Linked DNA regions of Sus scrofa: region 1 is linked to region 2. Evidence: chromatin contacts called from public Hi-C data. All regions are on one chromosome and are shown on one strand. Each heading gives the region's core, a stretch centred on a gene start, on an enhancer-like site or on the middle of the called end of the contact. The rest is flanking DNA. Distances are from core to core; before and after follow the strand shown. Region 1 overlaps LOC106509214 (a long non-coding RNA gene). Region 2 has its middle 150 kb from the start of SEC61B.

The links. A called contact is a pair of places that touch in the nucleus more often than the background predicts.
Region 1: a contact with region 2 is called in a Hi-C map of skeletal muscle, with 4 times the contacts expected there. The contact joins two enhancer-like sites. A contact is called at or near these places in 2 of 47 Hi-C or Micro-C datasets (heart right ventricle and skeletal muscle) and 1 of 2 datasets of contacts at active chromatin or transcription factors (skeletal muscle).

What each region holds. Positions count from the first base shown.
Region 1 is chr1:241,229,148-241,231,955 of Sscrofa11.1, forward strand. The region is part of intron 4 of LOC106509214 (a long non-coding RNA gene); the gene reads right to left. Among named protein-coding and RNA genes, the nearest start is that of SEC61B, 250 kb to the left of the region's middle. Within about 2 kb of position 1,399, at least 1 of the 83 cell types and tissues checked has an H3K27ac peak or open chromatin away from gene starts, as enhancers often do. A contact at or near this core is called in skeletal muscle, where this site is marked.
Region 2 is chr1:241,129,007-241,131,706 of Sscrofa11.1, forward strand. No RefSeq gene overlaps it. Among named protein-coding and RNA genes, the nearest start is that of SEC61B, 150 kb to the left of the region's middle. Within about 2 kb of position 1,270, at least 22 of the 83 cell types and tissues checked have an H3K27ac peak or open chromatin away from gene starts, as enhancers often do. A contact at or near this core is called in skeletal muscle, where this site is marked.

The sequences.
Region 1 (2,808 bases), core at 149-2,648, 100 kb after region 2:
GAGCAGCATGAGTGAATATTTTTGGAAAATGGAACTCTCCTATGTTATGATTGTGGTACTGGATGCTATGCATTTCGAAACCCATAGAACTATACATATAAGAGTGTAAATTTTACTGTCTGTAAATTTAAAAAAAACCTTGCTTTGTCATTTTGAGATCCTAATATCTATAGTAATATTAATAAATGATAATAATAATACATTTTTAACATGAATGTTAGCTTCTCAGTTCAGTAGTGTACTGTTGTAAAGGTAATATTCCTCCAGTTTCTCCAGTGTTGGAGTTGAAATATCTGACTGGACATACACATTATGTCATCTTTTGCATCCTGTCTCCCAGTTTCATCTCCAGTCACTGCTCTTTCCTTTCACTTCGCATTCCCAGTTCTAAGTATTCCAGGATGTTTCTTGCTCCTGTGCCTTTGCACAAACTCAACAGATAACGTCTTTGCCCTGCCATCTCCCTCCATCAACCGTGAAAACCTGTCACAGCCTTTAAAACTGAACTCAGTTAAGAGCTTCTTTGGAAAGGCTTCCTTGACTTCTGATACAAATTATGCTTACTTCTATGGCCACTTCTGCAACATTGAAATGTGAGTATGTATCAATGTACCACTCACTCCCTTATGACTCCATCACACTGAGCTCCTAGAGGGGTAGATACTGTGTGTTCTTATTTGCTTCTGCATCCCCAGAACTCAGCACAGTGTTGGATACATAATCTAGCACTCAATAAATATTTGTACATTTTAAATAACTTTAAACAACTCATGGGTTGTTGTTGTTGTTTTTTCTGATTAGGCAAACTAAATCACTAATTATGTGTTTGAAGAAGGGGGCATTTTTCCAAAAAAAAAAAAAAAAAAAAGATTCCCTAACAATATAGTCATTTTCCCTGTTCCAACATTTTGTTACCACTTGGGAACAATTTCATATATTAAGAGGATGCAATCAGCAGCAATCCATTTTACATCATGTTTTGCAAGATAAGAGTCCTATACCTCAATTTAGTCAATTTCCTTACTTCAGGTACTAGTGTAAAGAAGCTTGCCACAACTTTATGCAGTAATTCCCAATTCTTCCCTGAAATCCTTAATGCTTAAAATAAGAGGACAAGTCCTTCTGACTTCAGCTGGGCTTATCCTAACGTACCCAAAAGCAAAGGGAGAGATATGGATAAACCACACAGACTCTCTTGCTGCAAGAATCTCAGACTAGGGTTTACAGTAAAGCCCATGTGCCTTGCTCAAATACTAAGGGATATGAAGGGATTCGAGGGAGGGATTTCCCATCCCCCATGTTCCATATTCACCAAAGCTGATCTCATTCCCTGGCTCCTGTAACAGGATAGGTCAAAGACATCTGGCTGCTTCAGGCTGGGATTCTGGCAATGGCTGGGATGAACCCTTGCCACAGGCTGGTCTGTAAAGAGAGCTGCCAGCCTTGTTGTCACACTTGCCTGGGTCAAGGCTAGACCAGAGACTGCCTGAGGCTAGGGATGTGGGCAGACTGCTGGTGCAAGTAATGACAAGGCCAAAGCTGAGGGTATGGGAACATGGCCCAGGGCCTCGGGCAACACCACTATCTTAGAAGAAGAGTGACACAGGAACATGTGCTGTCACCTCTCTTACGTTCAATTTCCCTGTCAAAGACAGAGAATTAGAACCAGAGATTTCTAAGGCTCCCTTCTCAACTCTGGCTTAGGTAAAATGGCTTGGTCACAAACAAGGTCAGGCAGAAGCAGCGAGCTGGACCTCATGCTGAGCTAGAGGAGGACATATAAGAGCAGCCTTCAGGGATTTCTGGATGGCTCCTGAGGATTGCTGCTCCAATAGGCCTTGAGGAAGTGGTCTCCTAAATGGCCAGCTTTCCCAGGCCAGCTAACAAGCTATCTGCATAGAAGATATATGTCTACCCAAGAAAAGGCCTTTAGAGGCCCACAGAGCAGCACACGCACGATCTACTACAGAATCCTAGGGGCAGGATGGACATTTCTCAGCCCAGCTGCCCCATTCCATGCTGGCCCCAGGCTTGGCACAGTCCCTCCACCTCCTTTAAGCACCACCCCCTCCTCCTCTATCTCCAATGTATGCTTCATTAGGAAACAGCACATGTAGTGGAAATACAGCAACTTTAGAGTCTGAAGCCCTGGATTTGAGTCTCGGCCCTGTTGTGCATTCATGTGACCTTGGGTAGATTATTTCCCTATTACTACCTCAATGCTCTTTATCTATAAAATGGAAATTATATCATCCACCTCCAGAGATGTTTCCATGATTCAAATCAGATCACTAAATAACTATGCTCTGTAAACTAAAACACCAGATAGACCTCAGCCATTAGCCATGTCAAATTATTTTGGGAAATTGTTGGGGTCTAAATGATGCATAAATAAAACCAGAGCTGGAGAGAAAGACTCTCTAGGCTCTGTGCAGACTCGCTGTCTCCTATCCGTCATCTGGCGATCCCCACAACCCTCCCCTCCAGCCTTCCGGGCTTGGCTGCGGGGCCAGCCAGCCACTAACAGGACGGCTTGCTGCTCAAACCAGACAGTCCCCAGGGCTGGAGGCTTGTGCCTGTCAGCCTATCAGCTGGCAAACTGACAGACAAGGAATATGGCCAATAAATATCTAATCAGGATGGTACCAATTCTCAAATCTGGAGACTCAGGGCAGTGAATCCTAAGGGGTAACAGAGTAATACTAAATGCCAGCGATCTGGTGGGCCATGAACCTTGGAACTTCAAGGCTATGGACAATTATGGAAGGGTGGGGGATCTGGGGGAAAAGAATGCCAGTATTCCTTGTA
Region 2 (2,700 bases), core at 20-2,519:
CCTGCATCCTCACAGATACTTTGTTGGGTTCTTAACCTGCAGGGCCACAATGGGAACTCCATGTAGTGTTCTTTTTAGATTCCAATGTGACTGTGTCTCAGATTAGTCACTGCTCAGAATCTAAAGAAACAAGCAAGGCCAAGGGTTCCAAGGTGGGAAAGGTCTCTTCTAGTTGGGGTGGGGGGTCAGGAGGGGAGCAGAGCCAGAGAAAGAAAATAATAAAAACAGCATTAATAAAGATTGTATTTTGTTTTGAGAGGTGAGAAGGAAGTAGTAGGGAAGATGTGAGAATTGGCGCTAGCATGCATTTTGTAGCCAGACACAAGATTTCAGTCCCAGCAGAGCCAGTGACAAGCTAGGTGAATCTAGGCCAGCCAGTCACGACTCTCTGGGCCTGAATCTCCTCCCTTGTAAGCTGGGTGTGGCAGGACCCCCCCCTCCAGCATCATTGTCAGGGTCCGGGTTTCCACGGTGCTTGCACAGTGCTTGACCACAGCGGGCACTTAATATGTGTTAATTCCACTGATTTTCCCTCCTCTTCCTGTAAGTGGATCATTCTCCTAGAAAGTATGAAACCCTCTTTCTTCAAAATATACAAAACTCTGTCTTCTTAGAGAAGTCTGACACGATTAACTTTTAAGCTAGAAAAAAAAAAAAAAAGGCTCTGCATGAACAATGAACCCATTGCTTATCTTCTTCTGATCTTGCTCATCCTTCTCCCCCCAAAAAGCACATACATACGCTCGCACAGAGCTGGAATGCCATGGAGAAGGAAGGCCAGGCTGCAACTGTCCCAGCATCCTGCCTAAAGTAAACAGGCCATTCTCAAGCCCGTGGGGATGGGGGTCTGTGCTCTTCCCCTGCCAGCAGGCACTGAAATCGAACCACAGGCCTAGCGCCCCCTGCCCACTCTGCCCGGTGTGGATGGCGCCCGGTGTCCCCAGAAAAACTCTGATAACACAGCCTGCCAAAGACCTCTCATTCTCATTTCCTCTTAGGAAACGAAAGGACGCAAATTGGAGAGGGAAAGACAAAATGAAAGCAAAATGATGGAAGGAAGGAGGGAAGGTAAGAGACCTGGTACAAGTGTGAAATCAAAATAATAGACTCAGGATGGTGAGATGCATGTGAACGGAGTGTGACGTGGGCAACCCCCACAAATAGACCTTCTGTTAAAAATAGCTTTTGTCTAAATGTGGAAAGAGTGTAAATATAGTAGCGGTTTCAGCTTACTACGAGCTGCCCCAGCTCCAAGTAACAGAGGCTTATTATAGGACGAGTGCGTCAGCAGCAGGAGAGGAGGGAGGGCAGACAGAAAAGCCCTGGGCTGTGGGTATAGTACCCACCGGCCGGCAAGGGGTCAGCTCACCTCCTGTGAAGTGGGATGGCTGAATTGCTCTAAGATGCTCTCACAGAAGTCTGCTGGGCAGAAAACTCTAGCCAAGCTGGGGAGGAAAGGAAGGAAGGAATCACAGAGCTGAAAAGGATCTGGGGAGGATTGTCTCTGAAATGCTCCTCATTCTCATCTAGAGTCTCACCAGGGCATATGGTCACTGTCCAGGAGGCTGCTTACTCCTGGACACTGCAGGAAGCCTTCAAAGGAACCCCCTGGAATGACCAGCCTGGAGAAAAACCAGTTTCCCTAGCCCCGAGTGCTGGGCAAAACCCCTAGAAACCTGTGGGAAGTGTCAGAAAGCTGTTTGACTCAAATCTTAAAAAAAAAAAAAAACCCCAAACAAAAAAAAACAACTTTGGGTTTTTCTCTCTGTGCCTTGCGCATCACTTAGTGGGTATGGTGGCTGGGTGACAGATTGGACAGCTGGTGTGGCTGAGGGTGCTGCTATCCTGGGGCAGGACCAAGGGGAATAGAACAGTTCTGCGGAAAGCTCATTGATCTGCATTCTCTGGATTCAGGTGGCTGAGGGGTGATGGCCCATGTGGGTGCTTCTGTCTGTGTGTCTGCCATCTAACCTCTTAGGGGATGCTCATTATCCTCCTGGTCTGTCACCATTTAACCCAGGTCATCTCTTCTCCCTGCTCAGCACATGCTTCTGCATATGTCACATATCCACACAGACAACCTCTCCCCCCTCCTCTCTCTCTCTCTCTCACCACACACACCACACACACACACACACACACACACACACACACACAAACATGGGTGCATGTGAACACACAGAGTTAGTGGTCTGAGGCCCATTTCTAGCAAGAGCCCTTACACCCCTTGCTTCCTCCCCACTCCCATTGCGTCCCTGTTTTCCCTGCTCTAGCCCTCTGGTTCCTTCTTTTCATCCCTAACCCTGAGCTTGACACTTGGATCCACTTCACCAAGTGGATCTTCGACTTTTTCTCATACACTATTGGGGTTTACTCTCTGGCTCTGCCCCCTCTGGATTCTGCCATCTAGGGTGACGGCCCCACTGATTGAGCTCTTGCCTCAGGATTGATGCCCTTATCATCTCTCACCCACACACTGGCATGGGTACCATCCTTCTAGCTTCTCCCCAATATCATCCAAACTTCCCTGAAAACCACCTTTTCAAGATGCATGTCCAATGGTGTCATTGCCCCACTCAAAAAGCAAAGGCTCCCCATGGCCAAAGACTCAGAAGCCCTGACTTGCTGCCCATCTGCTTTCCCAGCTGTGTCTCCTGGTACCTTGCACCAGGACTCTGGAGATTAGCTTTTGTCCACTGG